Regions from separate parts of the Mus musculus genome. Here all the other regions are linked to region 1. Evidence: chromatin contacts called from public Hi-C and promoter capture Hi-C data. All regions are on one chromosome and are shown on one strand. The core of a region is the stretch at or near the end of the contact, and the rest is flanking DNA. Distances in the headings are between cores, read along the strand shown. Region 1 has its middle 84 kb from the start of Tnfaip3. Region 2 holds the start of Ifngr1 (interferon gamma receptor 1). Region 3 has its middle 36 kb from the start of Gm33104.

Region 1 (3,998 bases), core at 638-3,137:
AGAACTAATATAGATACCCACAGCAAGACAATATGCAGGGAATGAGAGAGTTTGAAACATTCAGAATTAAATGGGATAATTCCATCAAATTCCTCCACTCAAGGCTCAGGAAACTGCAGAAAATGAGGCAGAAAGAAAGAGTGTGCGTACCAGAGGGGAGAGAGGAGACCAAGGAAATAAGGCCTTTAGATAGAATAAAGCTGGCATGTATATGAACTCACTGAGGCTGAAGCAACATGCACAGATACAAGCCAATGGCGTCCCAGCACTGAAGTAAGGAAGTAGAGATGAATTCTCATCCCCAGCCATGAAGATATCATCAATTAATAACTTTTCAACAGGGAAAAGGTAGTTTCTCCAAGGGACTCTCACTAGACAAAACTCACATAAAGGCAGGCCCCGTGCCCTGCAGTAGATCACCAACACAAAATTTCATCAAAGGTTTATTTGGATATTTATTTTTGTTTGAGCCTTTTTTTTCTTACTGATCTTTTGCTTGCATTTTACTGTTTCCAATTTTGTGTTTAATGGTGTATATGTGTGTGTTCATACATATATATCACATATATGTGTGTGTCTATTGTGCATATGTGTGGGTGCTTGTGTATATGCATTTCTCATGCTCTTTATTCCCTTTTTGTTGCCTTTTAGTTTGTTATATTCTTGTTTGTTTGTCTTTTCTATATGCCTGGGTCTTTTTCTTAAGAGAGAGAGAGAAAAATAATAGCATGGAATTTGAGGAGTGGAAATGAAGACAGGATCTGGAAGGAGATGAGGGAGGAGAAACAGTAATCAGAATATATTATATGAAACAAAATATTTTCAATTAAAAAAAGAAAGAAACCCAGCAGGCAAATATCGAAACTTTTCCACTTGGATTGTCTTTATCGGAGCTACCAAAGATGCCCCCACTCTAAAGGAGAGCTCGTCCCCTTCCACCTGTCCTTTCAGGAAATACCCTTAGGAGCCCTCCAACCCTCAGAGTCTCTCAGTCGACTTCACATATAATCAACGTGATACCCAAGATTAACAATAAAAATAAGTAAGATTGTTATTGATTCCCTTCTGCTTTCAAGGGACTTACCCCCAGGCTGTAATAGGATTTATTCCTGGAAGTCTCAGCTCCTATCTGGTGCCCAGGGTCTTCTTCCAATTCGTCACTTTATGAAGAAGCTTTCCGGTGAGTCCCATACTTGGGCAGCTGTTATTTCTCTCTGTTCAGCTATCTTCCTCTTGCCTTCTAGACTCAACTTTAGAAAGCTGGCCAACATCGCTTCTCATCTGTTTATGGAAATGGAACTTGAGACTCAGAAATCAGGTAGATACCCATGTTGGTATCCCAGGTATTGCAAGTAGGGAAGTCAACACTGAGAATCAGTATATTTGTCAATTTTGCATTAATGTAACCAAATACCCACCAGAAATAACTTAACTGAGGAAAGATTTGTTTCACTCATGACTTTAAAAGATTCCAGTCCATTTACAGTGAAAAAGCATGGTAGGACCTCAGTCTGTGCCAGAGGAGTTTGATGGTCACATGGCCAGTTAGCAGAGAGAGCAGGCTGGACCCATGGAGGATATAACCTCCAAGGCCCATGTCTACTGATCTACTTCTGCCATCCAGACTTTACTTCCTAAAGACTAAGCAGCCTTCTAAAACAGTGTCAGCATGGGAATAAATGTTCAAAATATGAGCCTGTGGAGGACATTAAAACCAAAACACTGTATTTGGCTCCATGCCTCAACTTACCCTGACCCACAGGTTCACTATCCCTATTTCTTCTTCCCAGTGCAAGAAATTTTTCTCTCTCCTGCCTGATACTGACAGAAACAGGAAACTGTCGGTTCTTCATTGTTTTGTTTCCTCAGACCCAAGAACATAAGGGAAGTAGTTTCCTGTATTGCTAAAAGTAGAGTTTTTGAAGCAACAACTGCTACCATGAGGTGATTTTTGACTGTGTATATTTGCCCATTTTAGTTCTTTAGAGCAAGCTCTTCTCCATTTTCTATAAATATAGTCTAATTGGACCATAGCCACACCCATCTATTTACACAGCACCAATGGCTTTCTTCACATTACAGCAACAAAGTTAAGAAATAGAAGCTGATACCACAGTGCCCACAAAGCAAAAGTGTTTACCCCCTGGCCCTTTGCCAAAAGAAGTTTTCCAGTCCCCGTTTAGAACCTTAGTCCAAGCAGAATCAGCTGAGGACATTGTCTTGGGGTCAGAGCAGAAAATCCAGTCAGAATCCACTGTCATGTCAACTGCCAAGGTTTACAGACTCTTCTAAACAGCTAAGTTTCCATTTTGTAAAACAATATCTAGAATAAAAGCATGTTCTTAAGAGTTATAAGAACATGCAAATGACAACCACAGATGACAGCCTAAAGAGCAGACACTGTGTAGCTCCTGAAAGAAAGCAATTCCTAGGCAGCAGCTATAGTTGTCAATATTACTGATAATCAACTCTCCCTTCCCCTCCCCCTCCCCCTCTCCCTTCCCCTCCCCTCCCCCTCCCTCTCTCCTCTCCCTCTCTCTCTCTCTCTCACACACATTTTCTTTGTGTGTGTGTTTGTATATGTTTATTGTGTGCATATGTGCACACATATATGCAGGTACTTGTGTCTGTGTGTATATGTGGAGTCTAGATGTTGGGTACCTGTTATATCACTTCCTGCCTTATTTTCATGACACAGAGTTTCTCACTGAACCTGGATCAATACTCACCAGCAAGACCCAGAAATATTTCTCTCACTGCCTTCTGTAGCATTGTAGTTACAGGTGTACACTGCCAACCCCTGGAGTTTTACACAGTTTCTGGGGGTTCACACTCAGGCCTTCGTGCTTGCTGTGAAAATGTTATATAGTCCAAATCCCCTCTCATCTAAGCCATGAGAGTAAACCAAGCTGTCAGAAGCATTAAGACATGAGGAAATCCACCTAGCGCACCATCTCCTCGGTCCCTTATGTCAATGCTTTTGTTAAATGTACAAGGGCGTATTAGCATAGCTAAGACTCTGGGAATGATTTCAAGGATATACAAGTTGGCTGTGTGTAATCAATCTTTCTCCAAATTTCCTATGGCCAGAAAATGTCTCTTCAGTATCTCTGGTGGACCGCCAATACATGGTCCTACCCCACGCCTTCTGCGATCTGGCTGTTTCTTTAAGTACTTCATGGTCATGCCTCGTACTCTCTACGTCTCTGTTTCTAACTAATTGTATGAGTAAAGTTCCCTCCCAGTGTGGAAAGCTGGCCACTGTGACAGATGGGTGAGTGCTTGCTAGCAGTTTAGTGTCCAGAATATCATCTCATCGCCTAGCATTGCACTGGAGCGGTTATGACACTGAAAACAACCAGTCTAAGCCAGTCTGGGAACCTGAGACCCTGGATCAATCAGTTAAGAAAGAGAGTTTAAGGCAAGGGACCTTGACACTCCTACCTGTCTATGAACAACCCTAGCCTAAAGTCATTACCACAAGGCAGTTTACTTACTTGGGCATGTGTTCTTGTTGAGGCAAATAAGGAAGAGAGCCAGAAATAACTGTCCATCACTGTGTGAATGGTGATGACTTTACCAAGCTTCCCAGATTGGATCATTGGTTTTATTGTTAGCTAAACCACACTCTCTCCCTGGTATCATATTCCACACTGCCCTTATCAATGGCACTTTTTTTTTGTCCCTCACTTTTGCTTTAAAATATTTACACAGATTATTTTTTTCATGCCTGTGTATCTCTGCTAGCTAGTTACTTTCTTTAGAGCAAGACTGCTTTTGTGCACATCTTAATATCTCACAGTACCTGCATGTGATACACACCAAAGACTTGCATGTGGTGGTGGGAAGGAAAGGAAAAAGGAAAGGAAGATGGTTGGTGGGGAAGAGGAAGGGAGTTTTTGTTGCCTTGGGACTCCATGCGTGGTTAATTTCTTCTTGGTGCTTCTAATGACTTGGTTTCATTTCACAGCTAGGTAAGAGGGTTGGCTCAGGTGACA
Region 2 (3,998 bases), core at 446-2,945, 660 kb before region 1:
CCTGAAAGTAAATTCAATCTCTGATCACAGTGTACTTCAATGGACAACAGGGACAGGCGACTCCCCCTGGTAATTGCTGGCAGTGGGATGGTTAAGAATTTGTACTCTACCACCTAGTAAGTGGCTCCTACCACTTGGGCAGCCCCGTGTGCCTCACCATGGATGCAGATACCGGTGGCACTTTTAGTAGAGGTGACTGTAGAAATAGATCTGTTATGTGAAAATAGACAGTGCCCAGCATTCAGTAAGTCATAACTATAATTCATCTACCTAGCCCTTGGTACCATGTCTATCCTAAGGGATGTCTAAGGATTTGTTTGCTTAATTTTTTTCCATACATGCATCCTATATTTAATTTAAAATTTTAAATTATGAAAGCACAAGATTTTAATAAGACATTTTCATACATATTGCATACATACCATTATTGCTTCTGATTCATTCCTTAGTTGCTCCTGGCTCTCTGTTTCTGGTCACCTGCCTCCCCCAAGAGTCCTCTCTTCTACATTAATGTCCCATGAGTTTTATTACCCTGCTTTTGCTTGTTTTAAACTCTTCTTCCTCAAGATCTCTTCCTCCCCTCTCATGATTTCCTACACACACTTCTCTGGGGTTGATTTATCATAAGAAAACATGGTAATTGTCTTTTTTAATCTGGCTGTGTAACACAACTAACACTTTTTCTGATTCCACTGTTCTGCAATTATGATTTCATTTTTCTCTATAGCTCAGTGGAACTTCAGTTTGAACATGCACCTCATTTCCTTCATCTGACATCTAGGTGGTTACATCCTAGCTACTGTGAAAATCAGGTCAAGGCAGGATTGGAATCTGCACGCCTAACTGAAGCTCCTGGAAACCATAGGAGGGGTTCAGAGCTGGAACTCGCCTGAGAGTTAAAGAGGTCTCCCCATGCCTTCCAGCAGCTGGAGATTGGGAACTTCTCAGATACTTACGATTAGGGACTGGAAGGGCATGAAAAGTTTTATTGCTGTCTCTAGAGCTCTAATCATAAAGAGGAACTATTCCCAGCATATATGTCCTGGGAATATATAATCATTTGAAATCAAAGGCTCTGAGGATTTAAGCTACGAGAAGAACCCTTGCATCTCAACACTTAAACGCCAGACTAACAAACAAATCAGAATCTCTTAGTATCCGTTGGCACCCCTTTTCCTTCAGAGGATTCCGACTACAGATTGAAAATAAAGTCTGTAAGTCATACACACAATGCCAAACGCTGCCGTGGAAACTAACTGTAAAACAGACCACAGATTTGTGTTGTGTCGGCAAAGAAGAGGCGAAAGCGGCGTGTAAACCGCGGAGCCCCCGGGGCCCCTTGGGGCTGCCTTGCCCAGGGCGGCGCAGCAGGAACGCAGGGACTTCCCAGCCCGGCGCCTCCGGCCTGGCCTCCCGCCCCAGCCCGCAGCGGCTCGGAGAGATTACCCGAGGGAGGCTCAGGATCCTCAGTGCTCGTCAAAGCTCCACTCCCGACCTTCGCAGACAGCATCAGGACCACCAGCAGAATCATCCTGCCAGCTGCCGCCTGCGGGCCCATTCCTGCGCGAGGGACACCTCTGACAGGGGACCCGCGCTGCCCGTGGCCTGGCCTTGGCGTCACGTCCGCCGCAGACTAGTCGCCAAGTCCGCAAGCGGCCTGCCGGGGAGCTGGGTGGGGCCAAAACCAAAGCTTGAGAGACCAGCCTGGGACTGAGGGGCGTGGCTTAAGTGGGAGGCGGAGCCTCACGGGGCAAAGGGTTAAAAGGCAGCTCTTCAGGGGCGGACTCAGGGCGGGGGTCTAGCCAGAGAGGCGGGACCAATACGCAATCTCTTAGAGTTGATTGGAGGTTGGGAGTAGAGGTGGGATGTGAGGCGGGGTCTATACAAGGAGGCGTGTCTTGGCGGGTCTAAAGTGGACTAGGACATGGTTATAGGCGAGGTCTGGACTGGGGAGCCAGGCAGTGCGCTGCGTGGGCGGAGAAGTTTCACTAAGTTGGAGAAGGGGTGGACTAGCCTGAGGTTTGAAACTGTGGGCTCTTCTCTGTATTCAGGACCTGGACTGTGGATACGTTTGAAACTCTGACCGGAACCTTACCTTCTTCAGCCTGACACTACCTTCCTCAGTTCCTCATTCTGGTTATGTAGTAACCTGGGGTTGGAGATTTTTGCCTCAGTCCACAACCAGACACCATGCTTATCTCATCCCTCAGCATGAGGCGTGTTGGAGCCTGAGGTGTTAGAGAAGTTACAAAAATCCTTCTCCAGTTCCCACCAGTTTTGTCCGCGGAACTTAAACTTCTGGTTTTCAAGACAGTTTGTTCAGACTCCCACAACGCAAATCCAATGTGCTTGGCTAGCACTTTATTCTTAGCAAAAACAAACTACCACCACAAAAAGCACATGCCCATTTTAATGATGAAATGTCAAAGGGCGGATCACTAAGTAGTCTTTCATCAAGAGATCGTCCCTCTTGCCTCTCTGACCGCACCGGTTAGTTTAAATCTCTCTCATTCCCCTAAATTCACTTTAGTGACCTTGCACTTACTATAGACAACACTCTTGTGCTGCCTCACTCGCCTCAGCTCTCTTTTATCACCATGTCTGCAAGGAATTTGAATGCAACCCACTCTCCCCTTCTCTTTACTCCACTTTATTTTTAATAACACATTTGCACCCCCTCCTACAATATGCATATTGATTTGATTTTCTCTGCTTCCTAGAATGCAAGCTCTATACCGTAGAGAGAGATACTGGCATGACATTCTCTGAGTCTTCCAAGCAAAATGTTATGAAGACATTCTGCAGACTTGGAGTTACCAGCTAAGGCTTGTTATTTGTCTTGATTAATTAACGAATTAATTATGCTAATAGCCCAGCATTTCTCAGACTTTGACGTCAGGATAAATCTTGGTGACCTTGTGCAGGTTCAGATTCAGTACATATGATTCAGGTTAGACTTCAGTTTTCTGCATTTCTGAAAAAGGTACACAGCAAATGTCTCACCCTTGGTGCTACAGATGTGAGTACTTGGAATAAGAGTTTGGGTGTGCATCTGATATGCACCTCAAGAAAGGCATTTCTGGTCATTGTATGGCACAAGGATAAATTACTGTACTTTGCTGTTTAGGAATATAGAGTAGGAGAGACCGCACCATGCGGCTTGCAGATTTTGTTGTAGTTGAGACTCCATGTGCCCCAGGCTGGCTTACCAGGAAGCAGATTATGAAGTGATGGAAACAGTCCTTGAGAAGTGCTGCTGGGATAAACCTCTGGGATAAACCTCTGGGATAAAAGAGAGGTAGCTAGATCTGATTGTGAAGACATGTCAACCTCACACATTGCTCCAAAGTGGGGATGGCTTTGTAGAGTGTCCTCCATGGGTATAGGAAGTGAAGCGGCAACTTCCCAGCACTGAATACAAGCCAGAACAGGACATGATTTGTGGCTTCCATGCCTTTAGCATCTCCCACTAGAAGACTGGCAGCTGAGGCTGATTACTAGCTGCGCTCCTGCTGGCTGGGAGGGAATGGCACTGAACCTTCCATTTCTGAGGAAGGATCTGGACAAAGCTTCAGATATCACCTGCAGAGCATCCTTCCTTCCAAGGCACTGCCATAGTCCTCTGGAGGCAGAGGATGCTTGGGAGTTAAGTGTTTCCGAGTGCTTCTGTGGATACCCAAGATATAGCTATGCAGTAAAATATTGCCCCGAGGGAGGCAGACACAGCACCTGCCCCCATGGACCTTGTATCCACTGAGGAAGAGGCACTGTAAGGGCAGTATCGATGTTGTGCCAGTTCTCAAGATGAACAATGAGATTACAGTATCAGACGTGCGTGCGTGCATGCGTGTGCGTGTGGGGGGTGGGGCAGGATTGGCTTAGTCTAGATTTTAATGGAGGAATAAACGGCGTTCGTTCGGTGGTTTTATTTGTTGAGTTAGGAGCTCTTGTATGCCAGTCTGTCTGGCTTCACACTCACTATATAGCCAGGGATGACC
Region 3 (3,998 bases), core at 581-3,080, 590 kb before region 1:
ATCTTGAGTTCTCAAGTTGATGTTCCTATCGTACCATGCTGTCTACAATGATGATGCCATTGTCCCTCTGAAACCGTAAATGCTCATAAACTCTATATTTTTGGGCCTTCGTGCTTGTGCATATGGATACCTGTTCTTGTTAACTGAGGTATGTCCACACAGGATACAGTTTTTAATTCTTCAAAACTCACCCTGAGAAAGGCTCTGGGCTACACTGGGATCCCAAACACCCAGTGTAGTCACAGGCAGGAAAAAAAAGGGGGGGGGCTTTCTATTGACTTAAATCTGAATCTGAATGCTCCTCTCTGGATGGCACTCCATAATACATAAGAAAGAGGCTTGGAAATCTTACTGACAAGAACAGTTGTCTACCTTTATCCACAAAAAATAAATCCCAATGCTCCCCACCATGAATGTCTAAAATTCCATCCATTCTTTCATCCCCCATACGTACACAATACACATAGGCACATGGGTTGGCAAGAACAAGATGGAGTGAACCCTCATCATGCCTAATTTTAATAGTATGTGCTTTAAGACATGAATTATCTCTGGATTTTCCTGTTTAATATTTTCTTTTTGGACCACAGGTAGGATGAGACTACAGAAAGTCAGGTCTGGATAGATAGGGTTGCCATATGTCTTAGCAAGTATTCTATTGCTGTGTAGAGACGCCGTGACCATGGCAACTCTTATAAAGGAAAGAAAGCATTTAACTGGGGACTTGCTTACAGTTTCAGAAGTCTGGTATATTATCAGCATTGCAGGAAGCATGGTGACACATTGGTAGACATGGTCCTGGAGGAGCTGAGAGTTCTACAACCAGATCAGCAGGCAGCAGGCAGGAGAAAGACACTGGGCTTGGCTTGAGCGTTTGAAATCCCAAAGCCCACACCAGTGACACAGTTCCTCCAAGGAGGCCTCATCTGCTCCAACAAAGCCTCATCTCCTAATCCATTGGAATCCACACCCTAATGATTAAGCATTCAAGTATATGAGCCTGTGGGGGCCATTCCTGTTCAAACCACCACACCATAATATCATCTGCTCCATAAAACCAGCAAATGAATGTATTATTTCAGAAAATCTTCCCAATCTTAATAAAGATGTTAAGTGTGGGGATTTGGGGTATTGAAAGCCTTGTGGGGAACCAGCAAGTCTGCGGGATGCAGTAGTACAGTGTGTGAATATGATCGTGTGTTAGTTTCTCTTCTCATAGATGTAACAAAGTGGCTCCCAAAAGCCACTTAGAGAAGGAAGGCTTTATTGGGAACACAGTCCATCAGTGTGGAGAGAAGGAAGCCTTTATTGGGAACACAGTCCATCAGTGTGGAGAGTCACTAACAGGATCTTCCCATGCCACTTGTGTCTGTGGTCAGCAAGTAGAGAAGAATGTTGGTGCCATCTTTACATCCTAGCTCACAGGATGGTGTTGCCCGCAGTTGCATGCACTTTCTTCAGGTTGGACATCCTCCCAGGCCTGGTTAACAGATGTGTCACCTGGCGATTCCAAATCCAGTCACATCCACAATGACGATTAGCCACCACAGTCAGGTCTCAATGGCAAATGTTAGGAGCCGACAGAGTGTTGAAAGTCAGTCAGCGCTGGGAGAGCTGAGGTCCTCTGGAGAGAGGCACATTTAAGATTTTATATCAAGTGCTGTGTAGAGAGTTTGGAGGGAAGCAAGGAGGAGAGAAGTACTGTATCAGGGCTCAGCTGTCTTGGGAGATCCTGAGAGAGAAAAAGACACAAATTACAGATATGTCTGGCAAACCACACAAGAGCAATGTGTTCTGTCTGTCACACTGTGGTTTTGTTTCTTTGAGGAAGAACTGGCTTCCCAGGCTAAGCATTAAATGCCTTTGACTTGGCATAATTTCCTCCTTTAGAAGTCTCACTCAGAGGAAGCTGGGCACAGGCAACAAGCAGGGAGCCCTCGGCTTTGACTTTTTCTTTTTTGTCCTCTTAACTCGGCACTTTCCTTTGGGACAGTGTTTCTGGTTTGGTTTTGGTTTCTAACTACATTTACCTCTTTCTCTCTCTCTCTCTGTGCTCATGTCTCTCTCTTCTCTCTGTCTTTCTCTGTGTCTGTGTCTGTCTCTCTTCTTTCTGTGTCTGTCTCTGTCTCTGTCTGTGTCACTCTGTCTTGGTCTCTGTCTCTCTGTCTCTGTCTCTGTGTGTGTGTGTGTGTGTGTGTGTAAAATCTACAAGAGTTGATTGATTCTCTCCTTCCACCATATGTGTTCCAGAGACTGAACTTAAATCGTCAGACTTCACAGCAAGCGCCTCTACACACTGAGCCATGTTAGCTGTCCTGTGGTTTCCTTTAAAATTCACGCAAAAGTTTATAGTTCTTGTAAAATGCTTTTAGTTTAGACACACACAGACGGAGATTCAGTGTAATAAACCTGGTGCCTTCACTCTGGTGTTGATGATTGGCATGGTGCCTACTCTCTACATTTCCTCCTCCTCCTCCTCTTCTTCCTCCTCCTCCTCTTCTTCCTCCTTCCTCCTCTTTCTATTTTTTCTCCTGCATATTTAAAAGCAAATTCCATGCACACTGCTCTTCCACACTTTGTGTTTAGTGCATCTCTGAGAAGGGATTCTAACCATTTACTGTTATCACACATAAGTGGCAACAGTTCACCCCTATCCTTTAGTACCTAGCTCATATTTGAAGTTTCTGGAATGTTTAATAAATGTCCTTCTTAAAGGTGGGTTTTCTCCAATTCAGATGTCCATACAACAGCCACATGCTCTCTTGCTATTTTTCCTTCCAGTTGATTAAAAACAAATCCTGGATTTGATTGCTGCTTCATGGTGTCAGCACTGTTTAACAGCCACCTACTTCTGCCCTGAACATAAGTTGGAAAGATTTTATGTTCTGTTTGTTCCAGTTCTTGAATTGGTGGCTGGTCCTGGTAGCATCCTGAATCATTCGTGGAAAATAGCAGTTCTTGGATTCATGGAAGCTTTTCTTTTAATATCCCGGCTCTCTCACACTTCCAGCTGATGATGTCAGTGGTGTTGATTGTTGTCTGGCTGTTTACCTAACTGAGAAAAATGTTGGCTTTTCTATCGCATGGCTGTTTTCTGACTCTGTCATTCCTTAGGCTTGGAAACTGGCTTTGCAGAATAACTAATAATTTGGAATGACCGTTCCTTTATCAAGCAGGGCTACTTGGTTCTATTCAAGAAAAACAGGTTTAATACCGAACATTTTCATACCAGTCAGTACAAGGAGCTGTGACTCTCGCTTCCTCTAATGGTGAAGAATAAAATAGTTTTCTTTCTCCACTTTACAAAGTAGGTCTATGAGCATAGAGGTGACGCTATGTATTTATTTTTAGTTATGTATATGTGTGCATTTCTGGGAATGCACCCCATATGTATTAAGGTGCTCAGGGGGGTCTAAGGAGAGCAGCAAATCTCTCCGAGAGGTGGAGTGACAGCGGTTGCGAGCTGCCAGATGTGGTGCTGGGAATTGAACGTGGGTCCCCTGGAAAGCAGGAAGTGCTATTAACCGCTGAGCCATCTCTCCAGCCCCAGCGTATGGGTTTTATATACCCAATATATTATAGTTTGTTGCACCCATCCCTTCCCCAAGTTCCACTGTCAAGTCATGTGGTCACCGAGCCTGCTTCCAGTGGGTTTCTGTATTCTGTAGGTATTTTCCTTGACTTCTGGAAAAAGAGGTCATGGTTGTATGACTTGCCTTTGGTCTGAAACCAGCTATCGCTGTAGGGAAACAGTTCTTTATACAGGAAATTATTTTTGAAGACATGATTTAGGCACTACACATGTTGCTGCTATTATATTGTTACCTTTTTTTTTTAAGTTGTGCAGTTGGCATAGGTGAAAAAATACATATCCTTAAATATAAGCATTTTTCAGAGACCACAGCAATATTTAAATTTTTATGTGTATGTATGTTTTGTTCCTATGTATGTCTGTGTGCTGCACACAGGTAGTATTTATAGAGACCAAATGAGGGCAC

Evidence for each region. Promoter capture Hi-C pulls out the DNA fragments that hold promoters and counts their contacts. A called contact is a pair of places that touch in the nucleus more often than the background predicts.
Region 2: a contact with region 1 is called in a promoter capture Hi-C map of neutrophils, with 3 times the contacts expected there. The contact joins the promoter of Ifngr1 here to the enhancer-like site in region 1. A contact is called at or near these places in 7 of 39 promoter capture datasets (the 3T3-L1 cell line, the C10 cell line, the HPC-7 cell line and 3 more), 2 of 484 Hi-C or Micro-C datasets (large pre-B cells and pancreatic cancer cells), 6 of 115 datasets of contacts at active chromatin or transcription factors (the 230-238 cell line, bone marrow-derived macrophages, pro-B cells and 1 more) and 1 of 9 other capture datasets (embryonic stem cells).
Region 3: a Hi-C map of myeloid progenitors shows a contact between it and region 1, with 4 times the contacts expected there. The contact joins two enhancer-like sites. A contact is called at or near these places in 1 of 39 promoter capture datasets (hippocampal neurons), 33 of 484 Hi-C or Micro-C datasets (B cells, CD4 T cells, the MC3T3-E1 cell line and 16 more) and 1 of 115 datasets of contacts at active chromatin or transcription factors (bone marrow-derived dendritic cells).

The regions. Positions count from the first base shown.
Region 1 is chr10:18,929,565-18,933,562 of GRCm38.p6, reverse strand. No RefSeq gene overlaps it. Among named protein-coding and RNA genes, the nearest start is that of Tnfaip3, 84 kb to the left of the region's middle. Within about 2 kb of position 1,887, at least 26 of the 459 cell types and tissues checked have an H3K27ac peak or open chromatin away from gene starts, as enhancers often do. A contact at or near this core is called in bone marrow-derived macrophages, myeloid progenitors, neutrophils and 1 more, where this site is marked.
Region 2 is chr10:19,589,646-19,593,643 of GRCm38.p6, reverse strand. Ifngr1 (interferon gamma receptor 1) reads right to left here and starts at 1,695. Exons shown (of 7, transcript NM_010511.3): 1 at 1,447-1,695. The coding sequence starts at 1,558.
Region 3 is chr10:19,520,238-19,524,235 of GRCm38.p6, reverse strand. No RefSeq gene overlaps it. Among named protein-coding and RNA genes, the nearest start is that of Gm33104, 36 kb to the right of the region's middle. Within about 2 kb of position 1,830, at least 79 of the 459 cell types and tissues checked have an H3K27ac peak or open chromatin away from gene starts, as enhancers often do. A contact at or near this core is called in myeloid progenitors and regulatory T cells, where this site is marked.